2 separate regions of the Mus musculus genome follow, and region 2 is linked to region 1. Evidence: chromatin contacts called from public promoter capture Hi-C data. All regions are on one chromosome and are shown on one strand. Each heading gives the region's core, a stretch centred on a gene start, on an enhancer-like site or on the middle of the called end of the contact. The rest is flanking DNA. Distances are from core to core; before and after follow the strand shown. Region 1 holds the start of Slc22a3 (solute carrier family 22 (organic cation transporter), member 3). Region 2 holds the start of Airn (antisense Igf2r RNA).

What was found. Promoter capture Hi-C pulls out the DNA fragments that hold promoters and counts their contacts.
Region 2: a promoter capture Hi-C map of embryonic stem cells shows a contact between it and region 1, with 15 read pairs. The contact joins the promoter of Airn here to the promoter of Slc22a3 in region 1. A contact is called at or near these places in 1 of 39 promoter capture datasets (embryonic stem cells) and 1 of 484 Hi-C or Micro-C datasets (the G1E-ER4 cell line).

The regions. Positions count from the first base shown.
Region 1 is chr17:12,505,671-12,510,388 of GRCm38.p6, forward strand. It overlaps Slc22a3 (solute carrier family 22 (organic cation transporter), member 3), which reads right to left and starts at 2,034. Exons shown (of 11, transcript NM_011395.2): 1 at 1,241-2,034. The coding sequence starts at 1,654.
Region 2 is chr17:12,738,705-12,743,422 of GRCm38.p6, forward strand. It overlaps Airn (antisense Igf2r RNA), which reads left to right and starts at 2,607. Exons shown (of 3, transcript NR_027773.1): 1 at 2,607-2,720. Igf2r (insulin-like growth factor 2 receptor) reads right to left here. Exons shown (of 48, transcript NM_010515.2): 3 at 1,578-1,702; 4 at 583-681.

The sequences.
Region 1 (4,718 bases), core at 784-3,283:
CACTTTTTAATATAGTATATGCATGCACCCATACATGCATGCACATTGGATGAGGGTGCACATATTCTGATGTGTTCACACATATGTGTGCATGTGGAAGTCAGGGGCAATGTCTTATTTTTTGAGACAAGGACTTTGGGATTTTACTGAGTAGGCTACCACGCCCACATATGGCCTTACTAGAAAGAACCGCTTCACGGAGCTGTGTCCTTACAGAAGGGGCGTTTCTGCTCCTGATAGCATGTTTCCCTTGTTATCTAAACAGGTGTTTTGGACAAGAACTAAGTTAGAGACAAACGAGTTTCTTTCTCCATTTACCTGAGTACACTCAGTCATCTTACAAAGGTTAAGTAGAGCTATGACGATAGGTAAAACTCAGCCAAATGGTTCCTCTGTGGACCAGGTGCCTCTGAAAGCAGTTTCTGAACTGACTTAAAAAGTGAAAGCTCACAGCCTCACCACTCACCGTGTGGGAGGATGCAGAATCAGTTAGGGTCTGAGTGAGGGAGATCCCCCAAGAGCACAGGGATTGCCCACCCCCGCCTCCTCTTCTCCTCCCCTCCAACCCCCAGGCTCCAGCAGCCACCAGAGTAAACGGGGGAAGATGCCCCCTCCTGCTGCCTTCCTATAATTTACTAGCAGGAAAAAACACAAACTCTTGACCAATATTATTCCAGCTTTCCTGACTTCTCTTAAATTGCTGCTCTTTGTCCCCAAAGCAGTTTTACCAAAATTATTGCCCGGGAGAGCCTCGACCTTTGTCCCCTACATGCCAGATAATCATTTGGACACTGGAAAGAAGTTGCACTGTCTTCAAGAATCCAAAGTCGATAACCCCCTCTCCTGTGCTCCCTGGAGAAAAGCCAACCCAGGCATGCCAATGTAGTCGAACCCCACCCGCCCGAAGGCAGAGAACTCCCCAGCCATAATCTCCAACCACTGTGCCAACATATCTCAGTGACAACCGTGGAGGCAGGTGCATACGAAGCTTCTCCAAGTTGGCTTCTAGGAAAGTTTTCCTTTTTACCTAAGGCCAGATCATCTCTTAGCCCGCTCCTTAGGACAGGGACATAAATAAAGGCTTTCCCAGGATTTGCAAGGCAGCACTTGAAATCATGGTCCCCAAAGGTGGTGGGGTCTCTAAGTCATGAAGACTCCAGGGACCTAGTCTCCAGACCTTTGTCACTACCTTCTTAACACTGGCTGTATGACAGGAGATGGTGCACAGAGTCAGGCTTACCTGGCTGACGATGGTAGAGTGGGTCTCCACATAGCGCCAGTCACCGCTGCAGGACACCAGAGGCGCGGAGCGGTTGGGGAAGGCAGTGAGTGGGTCGCAGCTGAGCTCTGAGCTGGTATTAGTGGCTTCCAGCAGGTAGCGGTGGCAGTGGCCTTGGCCGCGGCGCTCAGCTGGGACGTGGAGCTCCGGTGTGGTGAGGTTCCACTCCTCCTCGGGGCTCCAGGCGCAGCGCTCGGCCAGCGCGGTGGCGCGCGGCCCGCGACACCAATAGTAGTCGGGCTGGCTGCCCAGGAAGACCACACCGACGAAGAGGAAGGCGAAGGTGACACCCGTCAGGCACAGCAGCAGGAACACGCGCCGCTGGAAGCGCCCGAACTCGCCCGCCTTCCTCAGTGCCTGGTCGAACGTGGGCATGGTGCGCCCTGCTACCCTGCGCCCTGTCGCTGCTGCCCGGCCTGAGAGTGACCCGCGGGCGCCGCCGCCCGTAGCTCTGCACCCGCCGCCCCCGCCTCGCTCGCTTGCTCGCCCTGGCAGCCCGCCCCGGGCTGCTCCTCCCGTTCCAAGCTCCCGGCCTCCTGCCCGTGCGCGCCCGGGACCGGAGTAAACCCGGAGAGCGGATTGGGGTGGTTTCACAGTAGTGTCACTGTGCACCAAGGGCCCTGACCTGTAGCCTGCCCTAAAGGGACACCCCAAGTCAGAGTTCACTGAGTTCCAGGATCACCCAGACTCGCTGGACTCAGGACTCTGAAGACTCCAGGAATAGCCTCCAGTACTCTTAGGCTGCAGGGGCCCAAGCCACTGTGCTCTCAAAGTGACAGTCAGCTAGCTCCAGGAACAGAGTTTCATACCTGCACCTGCACCTGCACCTGCGTCATCACATTCCTCCAGCTCCGGGTGGGATGATGGCGAAATAGCAGAGACAGACTGTTACAATGGGACAGAGGGACAGCCCACAGGGCTAAAAGATTTGCTTAGTCCCAAAGTTCAAAAGGAGAAGTCAAGTCAAAGTCCTTTGCATATCCCCGCATCCAGACTCTCCGGAAAACAGCGGTGCTTAGTTGGTTTGAATTCATCATCATAGTGTCTTCCTTGCTCCTCAAAAATCTACAGAGCCTATAGCATGTGTGGTCCCTATCGTTTGGCACAGCCGGTTCCCAATCAGCTGCCAGGTTGCAGAGCAACCTGTGATAGCGCGCTCTACATGCGGATTCTAATTTCTCCACCCCGCTCTTCTTCCGGTCCTCACCTCCTGCCATCGGCCACCCTTGGCTAACTCTCTCAAGGGATCCAGAGGGCTCAGATTTAGTCCCCTTCCCCACAGCAAGAATGCTAGAGCCAGGCTGCCTTGCTCCAGCATCTCTCACCCTTACTACTCGGGATGCTGAGAAACCTAACTGGCCAGCCCCAGTTTTTCCATCTTTTAAATAAGTCTAATAACACACCTACTTCATAGGGTCTCTGTGAAGACTAAATGGATTGGCAAGAGGAATAGTACCAGAAAAGTAGTCAGGGTTTCATTCAATAATCGTCACCACAGATGCTCTTTGCCACTGAGCAACCATGGGTGGGCCCAAGAACTGCCAAAACCATACAGCTTAAGACAGCCATCTCTCTCTACCTCTCCTCCGACACCCCCCCACACACACACACACGCATGCGTGTACACGCACAAACCACCTACTCCTCACTCACTGTGTTCTGAATCTGCATATCTCACACGCCCCTCTGGTCCTGTTTGTAACTGCCTGCTGAATCCCCAGCCTGGGTCTCCCCTCTCCAGCCCACCTCCTCCTCCTGAGCTGGCTTTTGGTACAAGCACATCCTGCCCGCCCCAGACTCAGAATCTCAGTGGCATTCCAGTACCCCTTTAATCCTAGTATCACCTGGGAAGTTCGGTGATACCCAACCCCCTTCCCTATACAAGCACATCCCCAGCTCCCCTTGTCTTAAAAGCCAAGCTAATCCCAGCTAATCCCTAACAGATTCACCTGCTCACTTGTTCACCTCAACTGTGCCGCCCCCTGCCCCCCCCCCATCTTACGTTTCATGTAGTGAGGAGCATGTGCTCTGGGCCTTCACCTCTATACAAAGGCGGTGCACAGTAGGTGCTTAGCAAAAGTTTGTGTGGCAAGTTTGGGCTGCTTGTGATGTTCCACCGCTCTTACATCAGCCCTCAGTGCCCTCACCGAGGGCCAGATGCTCTAGGCACTGAGGCCTCTGCCCTCTGGGCCAGCCTATCTTGCTGGATGACTTTCCATGAGGCAGCTTGGACGTTTCACCTGATGGCTCCCTTTGATCTCCAAAGCAAGCTCTCATTGCTCAATGCTCTTCAAAGTCCTAGCCTACTTCTCTTTCTGTCCCCTGCTTACATTCTCTCTGTTTCTTGGGGACTTGTTGGATCTGGAGGACATTGTTTGTATATTTTTGTGCTTTGCTCATTGATAAACTTGTGTGATAACCCTGGCGTCATCTTCTTACTCTGTGGAGTAACATCTGATTTCTCTACCTGTGAGAAATCTCAATTTGGATGGAATAAAGTATACATTTTTCATAGTCCTGGTTTTTTGTGTCTTACCATAAAAATCATGTTTTAATAAGATGTTAAATGTTTTCCCATATTCATACACACATACATACACACACATACACATATACAATACATACGTATATACACATGTACATACATACTCATACAGACTCCACATAAACACATAGACCTTCACATAGTTACATTCATATATACACATACACACATATAAGCATACATATACACATACACATATACACACAGAATACACACAAAATACACACACACACACACACACACACACATACATACAGATATCCTGTCTTGCACATGGTAGTCTGCACTGAACTACACCCTTGGCCTTTACATAGCTTTATTGAATTATATTTTTTCACATTGAATTTTAATATCTCTGGGTTAATTCTGGACAGAGTATCTGGTAGGATCTAATTTTACTTTCATCTTCCATATGGTCAAGTAGCTATCAGAATGCACTGGATAACTTTGCCTGGATTTACAGCTCTGTTTCTGTCTGTATGAGACTCCCAGCTGTGCAGGAAGAACCTGACCTGGCCCCTTCATCCTGTCCTTCATCCTGTCCTTCATCCTGTCCTTCATCCTGTCCTTCATCCTGTCCTGTGGCTGTCTGTCCCAAGATGCTGCCATTGCTCATCAATGCCCCTCTATTACAGTCTTAATATCCTGGAGAGTAAGTCCCACCTCTCCTCCCTCTCCTCCCCTTCCCCCTCTCCCCCTCTCCCCTGTCCCCCCTCCCCCTCTCCTCCCTCTCCCCCTTTCTCCCCTTCCCCCCTCTCCTCCCTCTCCTCCCCTACTTATCTTGTCCCCCTTCAGAAGGAACACTTGCCTTCCATATGCATTGTACATTTTAATGAATTCCATACATTTTTGACTGTTGACCGGAACTTTTATTGAAAATCATGTGTACAGTTT
Region 2 (4,718 bases), core at 1,357-3,856, 230 kb after region 1:
TCACAACCATCTGTAACAAGATCTGACGCCCTCTTCTGGGGTGTCTGAAGAAAGCTACAGTGTACTTACATATAATAAATAAATTTTATAAAAAAGAAAAGAAAAGAAACTGGCAGAGAACGAATCATCCAAGTGAGATGTTTCATGGGTAGGGAGCAGGTACAGAGGAAGATGAAGCAGTCAGGTTCCTGAGGGCCCAAGGGGTGCAGGGCAAACCCTAAAGCCAAAACAGACTGCGCTGTGCTGTGCTGTGTGCACCAGAAGCTGGCCTAGACGTTTTTAACAATTAAATCTCGTGGTACCTCTGTGCAAATGGAACCTCACATCCACAGAAACAAACTCTCACCTCAAGAGACTGTAATAAGTCATTTAAATCTTTCCATCGCAAAGTCACAACCTTCTTTGTAAGAGGTTGTTTTAATTTTCTATCTTTTTTTCTTTTATTGAAAAATAGATTTTTATTTTCAGGACACATTCTGATTATGGTTTCCCTCTCTCACCTCCTCCCCAGCAGAATCCACACCCTGACTTTCAAGCTCTCCAGAGTAGATTTCATGACCAAATAGTCTCAAACCCCATTACCTCCTTATCAGCTTTAAATATGTCTTTCTTGCAGGCTGCAGTAGTCCTCCATTCAAAGTAATGCACACAGTCTGTGGCAGTTACAAATTCAGGAGTTCCCTATTAAAAAAAAAAAAAAAAAAAGAATGTTAACACACCACTCAGTAATACAAGTTTGTTTTTAAACCTGAAACATTGTAAAATCTCCTGAAAATAAGGGTGCAACAAGAGGAAACATAACTGCCTTACTTCAACAAGTTCACCAAGAATATCCGCCCAAACAGAAAAGTAAGTTGGGAGATGAGAGTCTCCAGACATCCTGTCTAACTGACTGCCCAGCTGCCCCAATTCCACAAGCAGAGTAAACTCATGGGAAATTATCCTTCGCCTTCTTCTCAAGAGCCAAATGGTCTCTGAACCAAAAAACAGCAAAATCAGGGCCAGAAAGTATGACTTCATCCATCCTGTAAGGAGGTCCCCGAGGAGCCCACGAGCAGCAGAGCCTGGGCAGAGGCACCAGATCCCACCCCAGACAGCCCCTTCTGGCAACCAGACCAGTTAACTCTAGTTAACCCCTGCAGAGCAACAGTTAACTTCTACCTTCCCCAGCCCATGAGAAAGACCAAGGTGTTCACCTCCAAGTCCTGTTTCTCCTACAGTAAACACCAAGCTCTTAAGAACAATCAACAGAAGTAAATCAGCAGCTAGCTTGCTCTGCAACATGACCTCCATGGTTCATGCTGCCACAAACAGACTTTAAGATCTCAATTTGCACAATAGTGTGGTTATAGGTTGGTCTAAAATTAACATTCATCCTAACTCAAGTTTCACTCCAATTCTCACCATCTTTAAGACACATTTAGTTGGTGGTTCTGGGTGGTAGTGACGTGATGTGAATATAAATTGGGGGGAGGGGGAAATTGACCATTTAGTCCTCCAGGATCAGAATTCCTGTAACAAGAACACCAGAAGGGGAAAATGTTCTTAACAAAGAGCTTGAAGAGGGCCCCACTCACCAGGGTCTTCCCACACAGAAATGTAATGCTAGTCTGGATTCTGTGCTGTGAATCTGAAGGCTGGCAGCCCATAGTGGTGTTGAATTCCAGGAGTGATCTGGCTGAACTTCTCAAAAGTGAGTCACCTGTTTGGAGAGGATAAGAATGAACACACAATGAACAAACATAAAAGCACGTAGGCTCTTTTCTCACAGATAAGCACTAGGCAAGCCAGGAATGTTAAACACGCAGGGTTGTCTCTTCAAAGGGAGAGTAGATAACCTGTTTCCAGCCCAGGAGGCTGGGGGCAGGGGTGGTTAATAGCCTGGTGACCTCTGTGCTATTTCTGTAAGGCCAGGCCACAGCAGCTGCCCCAGACCCCTCCCATGAGCCTGCTTCCCCCAGACTCCTCCCATGAGCCTACTTCCTTAATCTATAGAATCTATCTATACAGAAGACTCACTTGAACCTCACAAAAGAATCAATGTAGTCATAAGTAAAGATTTATTGAACACATGGGATGGAGTTAATTAAAACCAGAGAACTTTTTTTTAATTGTGCTTTGCTTAAATGTGCCTAAAATAAACTGTAAGTCTCAAATTTTGAACCAATACTGGCAACTGAGTTGTGTGGAAGAGAACTGCCTGTTTATGTCCTGTAAAACTATGCTTTTGGTGGCTTGGTGGTCAGGAAAACCTTCACAGGAGTGGCACTGCATACTCTGCATCCAAGCAATGGAAAGACTAAGAGAAGTGTATCTCTCTCGGGGTTCAAGACAAGCAAGGACTACTCAATTAGACAACAGCTTTTAAAAAGAAGAAGAAGAAACATAACCGTAATATCTGTTATTCAAGTCTGCTTGAAATATCTGGTCTCTCTGGTGTTCCTCTAAATCTTTCTGACCTGCTCAGCAGGCAATTTATAGAAACACTTCCAGGACTGTAAGGCCATCTAAAACACAGGCTCCAGGCTGGAGCAAGAGGAGGAGCCAAAGCCTGGTGAGGTTGGGCTGAGCAGGGGGGATTAAGTGACACAGTTGGGGCGGAACTTAATAATCTCCACCCCCTGCCGAGGCTTCAACATTATATCTATCCCTCCTTGCTCTAGCGGGCAGCAAGAAGCACAGCACCGCCAGTTACCACGCAGACATCCTGGGGAACTGAGGTAAGCTAGGGTTCCCCGCGTGAAGCGCGGCAATGCGAGGGGAGGATTCTGCAGATGAGGGTAGGATTCCGTTGCAAGGGGAGGATTCCACGCGTTAGAGGATTCCGCAAAGGAAGGGTTCCACAGGAGGGAAGGGCTCTACGCGAGGTGAGGGTTCCACTGATCCGGCAGCTCGAGGGCTCCGACCAAGAGTTCCAGGCCGCTCAAAGGTTCCCCTACGCGAGATTCAGCGCTAGGGTGAAGATTTCTGGGCTACAAGAAAACTCAGCACTAGGGTGCCCCACTGCTCACCAGTGTTCTGAACTACACGAGGGCCGATAGGGCCGGTAGAAAGCCGAAAGCCGCGCTGCCGCCATGCCGCGTCAGCAAGAGGAGAAGGGAGGGGGGCGTCCAGCGCGGGCCGACTGCTGCACTGGGGGGGGGGGGGGTTTACGGGCGATCTAGAGCACGAGGGTGCCACGCTGCGCAAGGGGAGCAGGGGTTCGCGCTAGGGCACCACGCTGCTGGAGAGTTGGGGGGGGGGGTGGAGATCGGAGGATTTCTACACGACCTGATCCGCGGTTTGCGGGGCAGGGGGAAGGTTCGGTGGGTTCCGCGGCACTGCGCGAGCCAGGGTGCTGGCGTGTGCGCTGCCCCCCCCCCCCCCCCCCGTTCAGAGGATTTTAGCACAACTCCAATTGTGCTGCGATTCTGGTTGTGCCGAGTTGCGAGAGAGGCTAAGGGTGAAAAGCTGCACAAGGAGGGGATTCGGAGGGTTTAGAGGGTTCCGCGGCACTGCGCCGCAGTGCTGCCCGAGGGTTCGGAGCAATTCCGGTTGTGCCGTGATCCTTGGTTGTGCTGAGTTGCGGTGAGGGAAAGGGAAGGGAAAGCTCAGAGGGTTCCGAGCTATCCTGAGGGTGCGAAGCTGCACAAGGGCAGGGTTCCGAGGGTTCCGCGGCACTGCGTGAGCCCCGGTGCCGCGCTGCCCAAAGGTTCGGAGGGTTTTAATGCGATTCCGGTTGGGCTGTGATTCTGGTTATGCCAAGTTGCGCGAGGGGAGGGGAAGAGACGGCTCGGAGGATTCCGAGGTATCCTGAGGGTGCAAACTGCACAAGGGGAGGATTCGAAGGGTTCTGTGATCAGGGCCAACGCTCAAAAGTGCCATGTTACAGGAGAGATGAACTCAAAAGTGCCACGTTGCAAGAGAGGCAAGCTCAAAAGTGCCGCGTTGCAGGAGACGGAGGGAAGGGCAGGGTTTGGCGCTATCCTGGCTATGCATGAGGGTGCCACACTCCTGCGCAAGATTAGGGTTCCTCATTGGCCATGCAAATGAAGGTGCCCCACTAGCGGACAGGAGGATTCAGAGGGCTCTGCACTATCCAGGCTGTGCTCAGGGGCACATGAAGGTGCCATATTCTATACAAAGGGAGAGTTCAAAGGGTTGGACCCTCAGAGCGCATTTCGAGTGGATTCAGGTTTCATGTTATGTTGCCTAGTTGTGCTAGGGTTCAGCGCAAATCTGGGCAAGGGACTGTACATTGTATTCGATGCAATCAAGTTGGCCATTGTGCTAAGGAGTGCCTTTAACCCAAGGCTTGTCTGAGCTGCAGACAATGGGGCTAATGGAAGATGGGCCATCTGTCCGGTCATATCCGTACCCTCGACCTCTCAGTGACATTCTATATCTGGGCCCACCTATTCCCTCTAGTCTGGTCCCATTTTCAGAACCTGGAGAGACCCTTCTGACTTTGTCACCAGGACCAATTATTATCCTCATGCCTACCACCCACGTGGTACCCCACCCACTACGGTCTTTAGGCTATTGCTAAGTGGCTACTACAAACAGCTCTTTTAACAACCCACCAGTTCTCATCACAACACTCCTATTCTCAGTTACTAAAAAGCCTTAGTAGTTCTTATCACTCGGTCCAAAACCCTGAAAAAAATTAATCAGGCCATTGTTCCCACCTCCTCTGTTGTACTGGCTGGTACATCTTGGGATCACCTTGACACAAGCTA